Regions from separate parts of the Mus musculus genome. Here all the other regions are linked to region 3. The links are chromatin contacts, called in public promoter capture Hi-C maps. All regions are on one chromosome and are shown on one strand. The core of a region is the stretch at or near the end of the contact, and the rest is flanking DNA. Distances in the headings are between cores, read along the strand shown. Region 1 holds the start of Pacsin3 (protein kinase C and casein kinase substrate in neurons 3). Region 2 holds the start of Ptprj (protein tyrosine phosphatase, receptor type, J). Region 3 holds the start of Celf1 (CUGBP, Elav-like family member 1). Region 4 holds the start of 1110051M20Rik (RIKEN cDNA 1110051M20 gene). Region 5 holds the start of Ddb2 (damage specific DNA binding protein 2).

Region 1 (2,700 bases), core at 173-2,672, 320 kb before region 3:
CCCAGGCACAGGCAGGCCCGGCACCCCGGCTTCATCGAGCTCTTGGGGTGGACCTGGCACCTTGGGCCCTGTTGAGGAGGATTGGCATCTTGTGCCTCCTGACATTAGCAGAGACCCACATCTGAGTGAACACATCCTACCACAGCAAGAGGTCAGAGAGCAAGAACAGGTAGTTAAAATCTTTCCAGCCCAGGCTCTCCACTTAGCCTGTCAGAAGGCTTCTGGGACACTGGCAGGGTCTCTTCCCAGCCGCTAGTGCTGAACTGGGAGTTCTGGGCTTCAGGACAGAGCCCACTCTCCCCACCTGAGCTCCAAAGGTTTCTGCCTTGTTCCTTTCTTACACATAAGCCAGCCCCCACCCTTTTCCAGTAGCTGGGGACACAGGCCTGGAAGAGAGCAAAGCTATCCTGCCCAGCCCAGTCCTGTGTCCTGAGTCACAGGCTGCGCCCAAGGGCTTCCCCAGCAGCCTCTCCCAGTCAGCCTGTAGACTTGGATTTAGAGGTGCAGGAGGGTCTGGCTGCTGAACCAGAGAGGGGCGCTTAAAATCAAGAGACTGGCACAGTCTTTTGGAAGGATGGGGGAGGGGGTGGCTCAAAGAAAGGGGGAGGAGGCAGAGCCAGGGAGGGGCATAACAAAGGGGCACTTTTGGAAACCCGACCTGCCGGCTGAGGTGCCTGCTCGCTGATGACGCACTCCTAACCTCCACACCAAATCACAGAACTCAGGGGCTGCCGGTCTTTGGCCTCCACCCTTATAGACAGCGCCACCCGACAAACCACCTCCGGATCCCAGAAGGCTCGGTGTTGAACAACTCCAAGCCGGTGGAGCCAGCCACAGGATAGGCATAGCCAGGCCTAGACATGGAGGCTCTAGGACTTCTTGGACAAACTTGTTGAACTTGGTCTCGGTGGGGAGGTGGGGCCAGCTGGTTACTGCAGCGGGGAAGGGGCGCTGCCTACTAGGGTTAGCCATACAGATAGTGGCGCGAAGGGGCGGGGGGCGGGCTTTTTACAGAGGCCCCTTCTAGGACTTCAGAACGGGCGCAAGGAGAGCAGTTGGGGACCCTCTAGGCACCCTGAGAGATGATTTGCTCCTCCAGCTGGACGCCCCATTTCCCCTGGCTGGCCTGAAGAAACGCCTAATTAGCGTAGGAGATGAGATGGCCTTGCGCTCAGTGGCAGCCAATGGCCGGGGTCTCCGGCGCGGGAGTCCGTCCCATTGCCAACTTCAGGAGTCGAAGGACCAAAGAGCAAGCTAGAGCCACCATGCCGCCGCCGTGCCCCCCAGCTCCCCCTCCAAAGCACTCACCGTGTCCTCTCAGGGGCCCTCGGTGGGTTAGGGGGATCTGGCCACGCTCAGTTCGGAGTCCTACCACTCCCGGGTCCGGGCCACCGCCTCCTGGAGCGCTTCGGGCCCTCCCCCGGGAAGCCCGGCCCCCCGGGCCCGCCCTCTCCGCGGAGCCGCCGCCCCAACCCCACCGACAGCATCCCCGCAGCGGGGACTGCAGGCATCCCTGCGCCAGGTGGCTCGGGATGCGAGCCATAGGATCTGCTCCCCGGGTGCAGAGAAAGCTGGAGCCAATAGTCTAAGGAGGTGCAGCGAGGCTACCAGAGAGCTGTGAGCTTTGTCGCTCTCCGACCTTTCCAGAGACTAGGAGGCCGGTGGGAATGAGCGGGAACTTGCACACTAATCATTAGGGTGGAATTCGGGGACAAAACTGAGGGGGCATTCTTTGCTGAGAGCACCTAGAAAGTTAGAGGTTAGCTACAGGGAGACAGATTCATAACCACCCACTCCTTGTAACCTTGAATGAGGGTTAGAGATACCTTCAGCGGTTATCTGCCCAAGATCTCTAGTCCGGCCGAAGCGAGACTAGAAAAGCCATGCCTACCTAGAGCAGCTCTGCTTGCAGCTTTAGCGCGCATTCCGAGACCTGAGACAAACACGCGGTGGGAGTGGGACAAAAAAACACGAACTCCTCCCCCTCCGTGTTCACGGTTTCAGATTTTCTATCTCAACATATCTTTAAATCCCTTGGTCTCACCTCCTAGTTCAATGTAGACTTTTTCCGAATCGTCTCGATGCCACCCCACCCTAAATAGATCCCTTCTTCACTGCTCCACCCCCAGCCTCTCGGGATTTCAGAGCTTGTGGGTCTGTTATTTATATTCACTGGAGCGGTCCAAGAATGTTCTGAGGCTGACCTAATCTCCACCTGCTCGGCTTCTCCGCCCCTCCTGCTCTCTCCTGAGCCGGGTGACCCCGCAGCGGTGCCCCTGACCCGAGAGACAGGAGGGAACGCGGGCCAGCGGGGTCCCAGGCCTCTGGTGCTCAGGGGTCCTGGAGTCACAGTTCGCTCCGGGTTGGAGAGCCCAAGGGACCGCCCCTTAGGGGACCGTGCGCGCTCTGGGAAGCAACCGGCCTAGCTGCTCTCTATCCAGCACGCACATTTCCAACCCAGCCCCCTCCACGCCCTTAGAAGTGTGAGTACGTGCGCGCGCGGATTTTTTAAAAGACAACTTTAAAAATAACAAAATCGTGTTGTTTCTAAATCTGGAAGGAATCACTGACGTGTGTTCTTTGCTCAGTAGAGTCCACTCACAAAATGGGAAGAGGGGCGGCTGAGGATAACAACGGTAACTTAGGAGTGACACCAGCTGCTGGGGGCTGACTTAGGAGCGTGAAATGGTCTCCTTTAGT
Region 2 (2,700 bases), core at 7-2,506, 360 kb after region 3:
CCCAAGGGATGCCTAGAAGCAGGCTGGACACCTGGTGGTCTACATTCCAGTTCTCATAGGGTCCAGACTAGATTCACTTCACTATCTTGGCTGCTCAGGTCTTCCCAAATAGAACGCTCCTGTTTCTCTGTTTCTCAGAAGGTCAAGGTTGAAGAATCTGCCTTCTGATTTTTTTTTTTTTTTTTTTTTTTTTTTTTGCCAAGTTGCTCCCACTTCCTGCCACACTGCTCCCCTCTCTCTGCCCGGTGAAACCCAACCATCCATCAAAGCCCAGCTCAAGTGTCACCTCTTCCTTTGGTCAGAATCAGTCTTTCCCTCCCTAGCATGCCTTGGTTTGGTACTGTCTGTCATTACTTCTAGGTGCAGTAGATAGAGCTCTTTGGTTTCCTCTCGTGAGCCTGGGCACAGTAGCAGTATTCGTGGTAATTTGTAACTCCTTTCAGATCAGGACTTGTGATGACAGCTGCCAGATGGGCTCACCTTATGTCCCACCCTCTTTGGGACTTTACCCATGATCTCATTTAATCGCCAGGCAAGTCTCGGTAGACAGGTACCCGTAGTATCTTCCTGTTACACAGGAGCATAGAGTGGTCAAGAGAGGTGAGGCATCTCTCTCCAAGTCACACAACCAGGATTACACAGTTAGTATATAGCACAGCTGGGCTTGCCATATGCCACAGCTGGGGCTCTAATCACTGGACCAGCTTCTGTGCAGGCTCTCTGACTTCCTGGCCCAGCGTCTGGGGAGAGAACAGAATACATGGTGTGCTTCCAATAGTTTCGGGGGGTTCACCCACACCCTCCCCCAAAGCCCACCCACGGGCCAGGCTTCACCAGATTGCGGTCTAGAAGCAAGCACGACTGTGACCTGGGCAAGAGGCACGCTCAAGCCAGAGCCAGGGAGGGAGTCCCAGGCTGAAGAGTCCCTACTGACCCATCCATACTAGCTCGTGGCTCTGGAACAGTGGAGCAGCGTCCCGGGTCCCGAGTCCCAGGAATGTGGGAGGGCTAGGCGGACAGGGAGGGGGCGCTTCCTCCGGCCGCGGGAGGGGAGACGCCAGAGCGTGCACCGGGCTCGCCACCGCCCACTCCCCGCCCGCCGCCAGCTCGCTGGGGGCGGGGGCCGCGGCGAGAGGGCGGCGAGGGGCCGCGGAGCACGGCAGCGGCCGGCCCGCCCGAGCGGGAGGAAGCGATGAATATTCAGAGGGGGAGGGGAAGAGAGGGGGCCGAGCGCTCGGCGCGGCTCCCTGCAGCCGGAGCCGCATGACGCGCGGAGGAGGCAGAGGGAGCAGCCGGGGCCGCGGGAGCCGGGAGCTGGGAGCCACGCGCGGAGGGTGGGCGCCGCTCGCTCCGCCCCGCGAAGCCCCTGCGAGTCTAAGGCCGCGGCCGCTCCGCGCCAGGCGCGCTAGGCTCCGCCGTGTGGCCGCCGCCGCCGCCGCTGCCATGTCCCCGGGGAAGCCCGGGGCGGGCGGAGCGGGGACTAGGCGGACCGGCTGGCGGAGAAGGAGGCGGAGGCGTCGGCTGGAGACGGAGACGAGGGCGCCCGGCTTCGGGCACACGGCGGGGCGCGTCCCGGGCACGTTCCAGGGCGCGCAGGGCATGAAGCCCGCGGCGCGGGAGACGCGGACACCCCCGCGCTCGCCCGGGCTCCGCTGGGCGCTGCTGCCGCTGCTGCTGTTGCTACGCCAGGGCCAGGTAAGCTCTCGAGTGGGCCTGGGCGTGTGGTAGGAAGACGCGGGCCGAATTGGCATCGCCTGCACCTGCCCGGGTGTCACCCGTTCCAGGAACACCCGGCGAGGGTCTGAGAGATCGTGGTCCTGGGAGCCTTCCTCCTGGAGGAGGCTGGCAGGGATCTTGGCCAGCCTCCTGCTCCCGCCACTCAGCCCCTTCCCTGGCTCCCGGGTGCCAGGGGAAGGGCAGGATTCCGGGGTCCCCAGGGTGTCCCCCGCCGTGCCCGTTGACTCTTCCATAGAAGCTCCCGCATGGGCTGCAGGCGGCGGTGGCCCGGCCTTTCCCGGAGCTGGTCACGTCTGGCCAGCGCGGGCCCTGCTTGCGCGCCCGAAGCGGCCGGAGGGGGCGTGTTTGCGGAGGGCTGTGGATGCGGAGCAGGGACGGCCTGGCTGAGCCGAGGCCGACCTACGACCCGGCCTGGAGGGGCACGAGGGCTTGGACAGAAGGGCAGTGGCGGTGGCCGGGTGCTTGGGGACAGGCCCTGGCGCTGGGCGGTGGGCGAAGCGCCGGACTCAGAACCGAGGGCGCTTTTTGTGGGGGAAAGTTCCCAGCCTTGCCAAGGTGGCCGCTCAAAGGCGTCCCTTGAGGCTGCTGGCTCTGTTCTCATCATCGCTCCTGAGATAGTGCTGGCTTTTCTGGGTGTGCATTCGTGCTTTGTGGGCGCTAGCTATACCCCTCCCCTCCAGACTTTTCTTTTCTTTCTTTTTTTTTTTTCCTTGCTTCACTTTTTTTTTTCCGATAATGGTGGGACTCGAATTTTGGATCTTTTCTCTCAGTGGTATTTTCATGGCAGGGGATGTGATGCAAGGCAGCTGGGGGGACATTCCCATTTTGCAGATAGGGAACTGAGGGAGAGAAGTGAAAGAGTGGAATCACCCAGCTGGTGCTGCGGGAGCTGAGCAAGCGAGTTCTGCCTCACAGCCTTCTGGGAACTGGCTGTGGTCTTGAACTCTGCAGCTGAAAGTGGCC
Region 3 (2,700 bases), core at 42-2,541:
GAAGACACCGTCATTCTAAGGATCTAAAAAGAAACAAACTGGAAAAAGTGAAAAAGTGCAATTCAAACCTCTTCAACTCAGAGACTAGAAGACAGAGAAGAGATCTTTTAAAGGTTAAGTTCCTTTTAAGTGTGTGCAAAGGGTGTTTGTAACCTCCTAACAATGCAGACATTATCAACAGAGTCTATGCTCTTTAAAACTGTTCAACAGCTTTTATATACAGCATTAACTCTGAGCACCAGAAAGAGATTCTGTTGTGCTAAACCAAGCTCTGACCAAAATCTCACACTTTCTCCCCGGAATCAGTCTCTAAACCAATGAGAAGCTCCTTAAAAAGCATATGCAATGGTCGGAGAAAATTAAAACAACATCCTGTCAGAACCACCACAACCGAGACACCACTACCGACTTTAAATCCAAAGCCTGGGACCTAGCGAAGAAGGCACCCTCCAGAGCCGTCCCCGCTCCTGGGTGCGAGATTCGAGCCCTGCTACTAGGCCTTGACTGGGCGAGCGAGCACCTGATGTGGGGGGTAGGGCGAGCCAAAGCGGCCCCAGGGCGAGAACTGCAAGAGCTCCGGAGGATCGAGAGGAGCGCTGCCTTCTAGGGGCGGGAATCTAGGACACCCCCGGGGGTGGGCACGAAGAACACGTGGGGCGACAGGGTCAGGGAAGCGGCGTCTCGGGTAGACAGCCGCGATCTCGCCCAGCGGACCCGGAGAGGAGGACTCGGGTGCGGTGCAGGAAGCAAGCCCTCGGGGCCGGGAGAGTGGAGGCAAAGGGCAAGGGAGCCGGGGCCAGGCCACGAGGAGGGCGGGTCTCCCTGGGAGCAGGGGCACGCGCCGGGCGGACGCGAATGGGCCCCCGAGTCCCGAGCAGTCCGCGGCCTGGTCCCCGGGGTGCGGGGAAGCGGGAGCGACCGCACCCGGAGGGCCCTGTGACCCGTAGCCGCCCGAACCTGACCCGCCCCGCGGCGCCTCCCTCCAGCCTCCCTCTCTTTCCCTCCCTTCATCCCGCGGCCCGTTATCCTGCGGCCGCCGCACTCACCAGCGGCTGCACCTGAGCCCGCCGCTGCCTCAGCTGCTGCCTTGCTCCTCCGCAGCCGCCGCTGCCTCGCTGCTGAGGCCGAATCCCGGGGGAGCCTCCGCGTCCCGCCGCCGCCGCCGCCTCTGCCGCTGCCGCTGCCGCCAGAGCAGAACACCCCAAAATGGCGGCACTTCCGGCACCTACCACCGGCGGGGAGGGCCGCCGCGGAGGGGGCGGGCGGCGAAGGGGAACGTACCACCGCGGCGCCGCCCGCCAGCGCCGAGCCGAGCCGAGCGCCGCGCAGGGGCGGGCGGAGGGCCGGCGCTGCAGCGCCCCCTCCGGCCGGGGAGTGAAGGAGCAGTCGCTCTGAAACCCTGGGGGCCGCGGGCGGAGCCCTCAGCCCTGGGAGCTGTAGGGGTGCATCTCTTTGTCTCAGAGCTGCACTGGAGGGAAGACCCCGGCCTGGGAATCTGAAGTTCTTGCCTCTGCGCACCGCACTAGCTGCACCTCTGGCGGGCAAGCAACGCAGCTTGGCAATGAAAAATACACATAATAAATATCGAATGAATGAATGAATGAATGAATGAATGAATGAATGAATGAATGAATGATGGGTGCTTGGCTAACACTGGACGCAGGGCACACCCTTTCTTTTTGCACATCAGCATACAGACAACTGTATCCAGGCCTTCCTTCTGATGGAATGTGTGTTGCAAGCTTTCAGAGTTAGGGAAGTGCCTGTACAGAGATGTTCAACTGCATGCATGCGCAATCTGGCAAAAATCCCTGCGGCACCAGAAAGCTCTTAAGTATTCTATTAAGAGACTACCCAGTCCAAACCTACTCTTCTTGGGAAAAAAAATAACAATTAAAACACTTTTTACGAATCCAGCACCCCCTTTTAGGATTCGGTATTCCTAACCTGCATCTAGCTGGATTCACGCATTAAGTGTGTTGTTTATTACACAAAGTCAGTGAAATGTGAGACAATGAAATGCAGATTGAGAAAACTTAGTTCTGGGAGGTCAGGGCTCCATCAATTTACAAATTACTCATGAGTTGGCAATTATTTCTCTTTATCACTTAGCTTCCTAAAGCAAAATATATATCCACAAATGCCGGTTATACCCTACCCTACCCTACCACACTCACTAAGGCAGCCCCCACCCCTGCCCCAAGCAGCAGCCAAGAGTTTTCCCCTGTGCTAGAGGCACAAACAATCATGTAGATCAAAACAATTAGCCCCTAGGTTGTTCATTATCAAATTACCTAAATTGTACTGTAAAGCTTTGGTTGTTTTTTGTTTTTTTTTTTTTTTGTTTGTTTTGTTTTTTTGAGAGTTTCTCTGTGTAGCTCTGGCTGTCTTAGAACTCCCTCTTGTTACTGAGACTGACCTCAAACTCACTTGGTGATCCGCCTGCCTCTGCCTCCCCTAAATGCTGGGATTAAAGGCGTGTATCGCCACACCCGGCCTGTTCGTTCCAATTTTCAAATTGGTTTTCTACCTTCTTGTTGTTGATTGATGGGAATGGAGTTAGAGATGTAACTTGAATTAGTTGCATATAGATGGATACGTTAGGAAAAATTAGAGTGGTTATGAAAGATGGAACACTGGTATTTTTAACTAGTTCTTGAATAAGACTCTTGGCAAAAAAAATAACTGTTAGGAGAAAAA
Region 4 (2,700 bases), core at 27-2,526, 500 kb before region 3:
ACAGGAGCCTAGAATTGAGACATATATACAAATTTAAGGGAAAGGGAGAATTACAAGGTCTGAGTAGCTCCTTTGGGGAGACTAAGAATAGGCCCCTCAGAACATAAGAGAAGAGCCTCCTCTTTACTTACTCCAGTGTAGGTGGTCTGTGGGATTCCCAGTCACTCCTTTGATGACATCAATTTCGTTTTCTTTCTTTGTCACAAAACCTCTCCTCTTTCGAAAACTTCTCCTTGTTGAAGGGGCAGGGACTTACTTCAAAACAAAACAAAACAAAACAAAACAAAACAAAAGTGAGGATCGAGTGGCTTTTTCTGCTAGGTTTGGACTGTGACACTGTACAGATCTCTTTCCTGTTCTTGCACAGAGAGAGGAGATAAGAAAATCTGGTTATTTGAAAAGAAAGGAATAGTCTTTCTTCTTCAGAAAGGATAGAGCTGAGGATATGTAATAAATGCTCTAGTTTCTGACCCATTTCCTTTGAGAAATGAAGTGACTTTGTAGGAAAAAGGAAAGGCACTTGGACAAGATGTCAAATAATAGGAAGTAGAAGCAGTCTCAAACGGCTAAAGGGAATTTGAGAGGAATGGTCATTAACTTACAGAGGACTTGATGAGTAGTTTTAAAAATTGCATTTTACCGGGTGTAGGGGCACACACCTTTAAAACATTAAAACCTCTGAGAGCTGCAGGCTCAGGCAGATCTCTTAAATTCAAGGCTATCCTGGTCTACACATCAAGTTCTAAGCCCGACTGGGCAATACAGTGAGACCCTGTCGAGATATATATTTGGGGCAGGGGATTTGTGGAGGTCAGAGGACAACTTGGAGGAGTTGGTAGGCTGTTTTCACCACATGGGGTCCCTTGGATTGCTCAGTGGCCCTTAGTAGTATCTCTATGCTAAAGACGTATCCCCGACCTCCAGAAGCTGCCAAGATACAAAGAACATTTTGTACCAACTTGAAAGAGTAAATCCTAAAAGTGATTAATAATAGATAATGAGATCTCAGTGTTAGGCGAGGCCATACATGATCATTATTGTTAGAATAAACAGAAACTATGAAATCCAGAAATTGCAGATATGAGCCACTGATAGTAATTCTTCAGCATCACAAAATACGACACATTCAGAGAATTTAATTCACAGATTCTAAAACCAAATCCCAAAAATAGGAGTTAAAGAAAATCAGACTCTAAGTGACTGCTTCCGGAACTTGTGTGATAGGCTCTACGTTGCCAGTCGGAGACTGTTTACGTGACACCCTCTCAGCCTTCTAGTTCTCCTCTGGCCGCCTGGGTGCCATGGCAACAGAGACAGGCTGTAACCTGGGTTCCGGAAGAAGAAAGCTGGAGCGTGGAAACTACCCGGTCAAAGGATGCTGAGTCCCGAGCGCCTAGCTCTACCGGACTACGAGTATCTGGGTAGGGGCTTTTTTCAGCGTCGGGAAAAGAAAGGAGTAATGTGTTAGGGGAAGGAGTGGGTAGGAGACAGGGGCGGAGCCTGAACGGTAGCGGGTCTGGATGGGACGGGAGGACAGAAAGAAGGGGTTCTAGGGCCTGAGCCTGAATGTAGGGCCAAACCTGGATGAAAAATAACATTTATGGAGTAAAGAATGGCTGAATTATATGGACTGGCTCTCAGGCAATGAGGACTGCATTCTAAGTAACACAATTAAGAATCTGAGGCCCCAAACAAGGCTATTATTGATAGGTTTGTATTGACGCAAACTTGGCATCTGAAATGACTTCAGTCATTTTGTAAATAATAATTTTGCCTTCATAGTGCACGGTTATTTCGAGCTTTTCATTTTCATTAGGCATTCTGCACGAGGTAAGCATTTTGCATGCAGCATTATCATAGAAGGGATTGCTGTGTTTGCTACTTTACAGATGGAGACACTAAGGCTAAAGAGACAATTGCATAAGACCTCATACAGTTAGTATTAGGATCAGATTTTCCCCTTGCAGAACTTGACCTTACCCTTGAGCTAAGGCTGTGTGGTACTAAGTACTGTACTTTGCTAAGCACCCTGCAGTGAGTGTGTAACACATTTACTGTATACGTTTGTGTATACACTTATTTTTTTAAAACATTTTTTATGATATTTATTTTTTATTTATATAAGTACACTGCAGCTGTCTTCAGACACACATTAGAAGAGTGCATTGGATCCCATTACAGTTGGTTGTGAGCCACCATGTGGTTGCTAGAAATTGAACTCAGGACCTGTGGCAGAGCAGTCAGTGCTCTTAACCGCTGAGCCATCTCTCCAGACCTTGTGTATACACTTATATGCACACATACACATTTAAAAGTTCATAGCTTAAACATTTAGAGTAGTTTTAAACTTAAAGAGGACTGAGCTGATAGTAGAGTTTTTTCCCTCTGTATCTTCTATTTAGCTTCTATTATTAATTTCTTGTGTTAGTGTGGTACATTTCTTGCAACTGAATATTAGCTCAGTGTGATTACCAACAGCCTATAGTTTATATTAGGGTCCACTCTTTGTATTGTACAGTTTTCTGGACTTGGACAAATTCATATTCTCATATATCCACATTAAGATGTAAAACAATCTTTTCATGGTTAAAACTCCTCTGTGCATCCCCCATTCATTCACCCCTCTCCTTGCTCCTTTCCTTTCCATGACTGATCTTATTGACTTCTAAAGTTTTGCCCCTTTGAGAATAATGGGAATCA
Region 5 (2,700 bases), core at 189-2,688, 300 kb before region 3:
ATATAGGTATTTGTGAGCCACCTGCCTGGGTACTGGGAACAGAATTCAGGTCCTCTGAAAAAGCAGCAAGCTCTCTTAGCCATTAAACCATCTCTCCAGCCACTAAGCTACAATTCTTAATTTAAGCACATCTTAGGACATCCCCATTATTGGTGCTGGGTTCAGCTTTTTATTTTCTTCTAGAGCATCATTTTAATTTAAAATAAAATTAAACTACATTAAAACATATAAATTTTACATATGTTTATGTAAGTATCATCTTCATAAGGAATACATTACTTTTGACACACACATATTGTATTCTTTAAATTGGGTTAGGCACATCTTCTCAGATATCGTTTGTGGTGAAAACATTCAAAACCTTTCTACCTTTAGAAAATATACAGCAAACCCATTGTCTGCTGTCACCTTGCTGTGCAATAGCATGCCAGATTTTCTCACTCTTTTTCTTTTTTAAAGATTTATTTATTATTATAAATAATTACACTGTAGCTGTCTTCAGACACTCCAGAAGAGGGAGTCAGATCTCATTACAGATGGTTGTGAGCCACCATGTCGTTGCTGAGATGTGAACTCAGGACCTTTGGAAAAGCAGTCAGTGCTCTTAACCGCTGAGCCATCGCTCCAGCCCCAGATTTTCTCACTCTTATCTGATCCTTACAAGATATCAGTGTAGTCCAGGCAAACTCTTCATGCCTCAGCCTCCTCAGTGTTGGGAATTACACAGAGCCTGCCACCATAGATACAGCTCTTTTCTATAGTATGAGGTAAAATACATTCATCTGTAAAGCGAGAGGAAAGAATCAAATGCTAAGGCTGTGATTGGGTAATCAGAGGCACTTTTTTTTTTTTTTTAAGATTTATTTATTTAATACACTGTCATTTCAGAAACACCAGAAGAGGGCATCAGATCCCAATACAGATGGTTGTGAGCCACCTTGTGGTTGCTGGGAATTGAACTCAGGACCTCTGGAAGAGCAGTCAGTGCTCTTAACCACTGAGCCATCTCTCCAGCCCTAGAGACACCTATTATTAATGGGGGAAATGAGAAATATTTAGCCACACTTGAATCTTTGCTCTTTTTAAGACATAAACTACCTACTTTTATCTGTCTCTGTCTCTCTCTCTCTCTCTTTGTTGTTCTTCGAGACAGGGTTTCTCTGCGTAGGTCACCGGATTGCTGGAACGTGTACACCAGGCTGGCCTGAAACGCCGCCTGGCTCCGCCTCCAGCATGCAGGGTTTACGGCCAGCGCTCCCTCCTCAGGTTCAAATAATCGGCTTTCTTCAGATCCAGCACAAGCCAAGGCCCAGCTCCTAGGGAGTTAAAATAAAAAACCCTCCCTGTGAGCTGCACACGTTACTCCGGAAGAGGAGGAGCGGCCGGGGGCGGGCCGTGCCCGAGGGGTTGGGGCAGTCCGGGGCAGTTCCGGGGGCAAGACAGCCCCCTACTGTGGCAATCCCGAGGGGGCGGGGCAGTTCCAAGGGGCGGGACAGCCCTGAGGGGACGGGGCGGGGCTAAAAGTAAAGCAGCCCGGAGGAGCGTTTGGCGCGAAGGTGTCTTAGCTGCGCTACCTGCGACGGCGCTGCCTCATACGTAGTCCCTTCCTGTTTTCTCCACGGAGGCTTTTCCACTCCTTGCTTCGTTATTTTGCCACAGAGCTTGATATCTCTTCACCGAGTACGTCATGGCTCCCAAGAAATGCCCAGAAACCCAGAAGTCCCCCGACGTTGCGGTGCTCCTCAGGAGCAAAAGTCGCAGAGGTCCTCAGGAGCTGGAGCCCGAAGCCAAGAAGCTGCGTGTGCAGGGTCCCGGTACGGCCTGTGCTGCTGCCTTAGCTTTCCGGGGGTTCAGGGTGCTCGCGCCAGAGGCTGAAGCTGGGGTGGTGGGTGCTTGTGCCTGGGCTTCTGAAGCAGTTCTTGGCTTCTGTCGCCTCAGGCTGTGATTTTATTTGGGAGATCGAGGGTTCGAACCCAGGCCTCCAGTTCTCTCAGCAAGTGGGCTGCCACTGAGCCACACGCTGCCGACTGGTTTTATTGGCCAGTTCATTGACAGCAGAGAGTTTTAAGTTGAACAGCCCCCCCACCTCTACCCCAGGTGACAGAAAGAGTCAGATGAGTGCCATCACCGTAAAAGCCACAGTCCCCACTTTCCTTGTTCCAGAAGTTTTACACATCTACTGTTTCAAAGTAATCCTCCCTTTCATAGCCTCTCGGTTATGTTAGCTCTGAGAGTCTGAAATTCCCTCCCTCCTTTCTTCAGAAAGCGCATTCTCAGAGGTTTACCAGGACTTGAACCTGGGGCTATAAGGAATGTGATAAATTGATAAGAGTGGTTTTAGCCATGAAAAGAAAGGAAAGTTGTCAAGAGAAAAAAAGGACTTATAGATTGGGTCCACCAGAAGGGCTTGGTAATTCAGAGTTGTTTTATTTATTTGTTTGTTTGTTTATTTATTTATTTATTTATTTAGTTTTTCGAGACAGGGTTTTTCTGTGTAGCCCTGGCTGTCCTCAGAACTCAGAAATCCGCCTGCCTCTGTCTCCCAAGTGCTGGGAATAAAGGCGTGTGCCACCATTCCCGGCTTATTTTTATTATACTCTGATTTACCTCTCTTCCTTGAAGCCACCTAATCAATTTGGAACTTTTCTAAACCTTACTGCATTCTTCTGGTTTCCACTCAAGTAATGGTTGCTCATGACA

The links. Promoter capture Hi-C pulls out the DNA fragments that hold promoters and counts their contacts.
Region 1: a promoter capture Hi-C map of liver shows a contact between it and region 3, with 3 times the contacts expected there. The contact joins the promoter of Pacsin3 here to the promoter of Celf1 in region 3. A contact is called at or near these places in 17 of 39 promoter capture datasets (the 3T3-L1 cell line, 3T3-L1-derived adipocytes, the C10 cell line and 9 more), 5 of 484 Hi-C or Micro-C datasets (CD4 T cells, the G1E-ER4 cell line and embryonic stem cells), 2 of 115 datasets of contacts at active chromatin or transcription factors (memory CD8 T cells and microglia) and 2 of 9 other capture datasets (adipose tissue and liver).
Region 2: a contact with region 3 is called in a promoter capture Hi-C map of pre-B cells, with 3 times the contacts expected there. The contact joins the promoter of Ptprj here to the promoter of Celf1 in region 3. A contact is called at or near these places in 1 of 39 promoter capture datasets (pre-B cells) and 1 of 115 datasets of contacts at active chromatin or transcription factors (effector CD8 T cells).
Region 4: a contact with region 3 is called in a promoter capture Hi-C map of embryonic stem cells. The contact joins the promoter of 1110051M20Rik here to the promoter of Celf1 in region 3. A contact is called at or near these places in 6 of 39 promoter capture datasets (embryonic stem cells, hippocampal neurons, liver and 2 more), 2 of 115 datasets of contacts at active chromatin or transcription factors (astrocytes and fibro-adipogenic progenitors) and 1 of 9 other capture datasets (adipose tissue).
Region 5: a contact with region 3 is called in a promoter capture Hi-C map of neutrophils, with 5 times the contacts expected there. The contact joins the promoter of Ddb2 here to the promoter of Celf1 in region 3. A contact is called at or near these places in 10 of 39 promoter capture datasets (the 3T3-L1 cell line, the C10 cell line, the HPC-7 cell line and 7 more), 3 of 484 Hi-C or Micro-C datasets (CD4 T cells and embryonic stem cells), 5 of 115 datasets of contacts at active chromatin or transcription factors (the SCID.adh cell line, bone marrow-derived macrophages, effector CD8 T cells and 2 more) and 2 of 9 other capture datasets (adipose tissue and liver).

Annotation. Positions count from the first base shown.
Region 1 is chr2:91,255,535-91,258,234 of GRCm38.p6, reverse strand. It overlaps Pacsin3 (protein kinase C and casein kinase substrate in neurons 3), which reads right to left and starts at 1,422. Exons shown (of 11, transcript NM_001289678.1): 1 at 1,309-1,422.
Region 2 is chr2:90,579,151-90,581,850 of GRCm38.p6, reverse strand. Ptprj (protein tyrosine phosphatase, receptor type, J) reads left to right here and starts at 1,256. Exons shown (of 24, transcript NM_008982.6): 1 at 1,256-1,695. The coding sequence starts at 1,600. It overlaps Gm46752 (vegetative cell wall protein gp1-like), which reads right to left and starts at 1,096. Exons shown (of 3, transcript XR_001783391.2): 1 at 935-1,096; 2 at 481-740.
Region 3 is chr2:90,938,988-90,941,687 of GRCm38.p6, reverse strand. Celf1 (CUGBP, Elav-like family member 1) reads right to left here and starts at 1,291. Exons shown (of 14, transcript NM_198683.2): 1 at 1,047-1,291.
Region 4 is chr2:91,443,290-91,445,989 of GRCm38.p6, reverse strand. It overlaps 1110051M20Rik (RIKEN cDNA 1110051M20 gene), which reads left to right and starts at 1,276. Exons shown (of 9, transcript NM_175123.5): 1 at 1,276-1,421. The coding sequence starts at 1,376.
Region 5 is chr2:91,235,804-91,238,503 of GRCm38.p6, reverse strand. It overlaps Ddb2 (damage specific DNA binding protein 2), which reads left to right and starts at 1,438. Exons shown (of 10, transcript NM_028119.5): 1 at 1,438-1,814. The coding sequence starts at 1,688. It overlaps A330069E16Rik (RIKEN cDNA A330069E16 gene), which reads right to left and starts at 1,358. Exons shown (of 2, transcript NR_015464.1): 1 at 1,103-1,358; 2 at 147-782.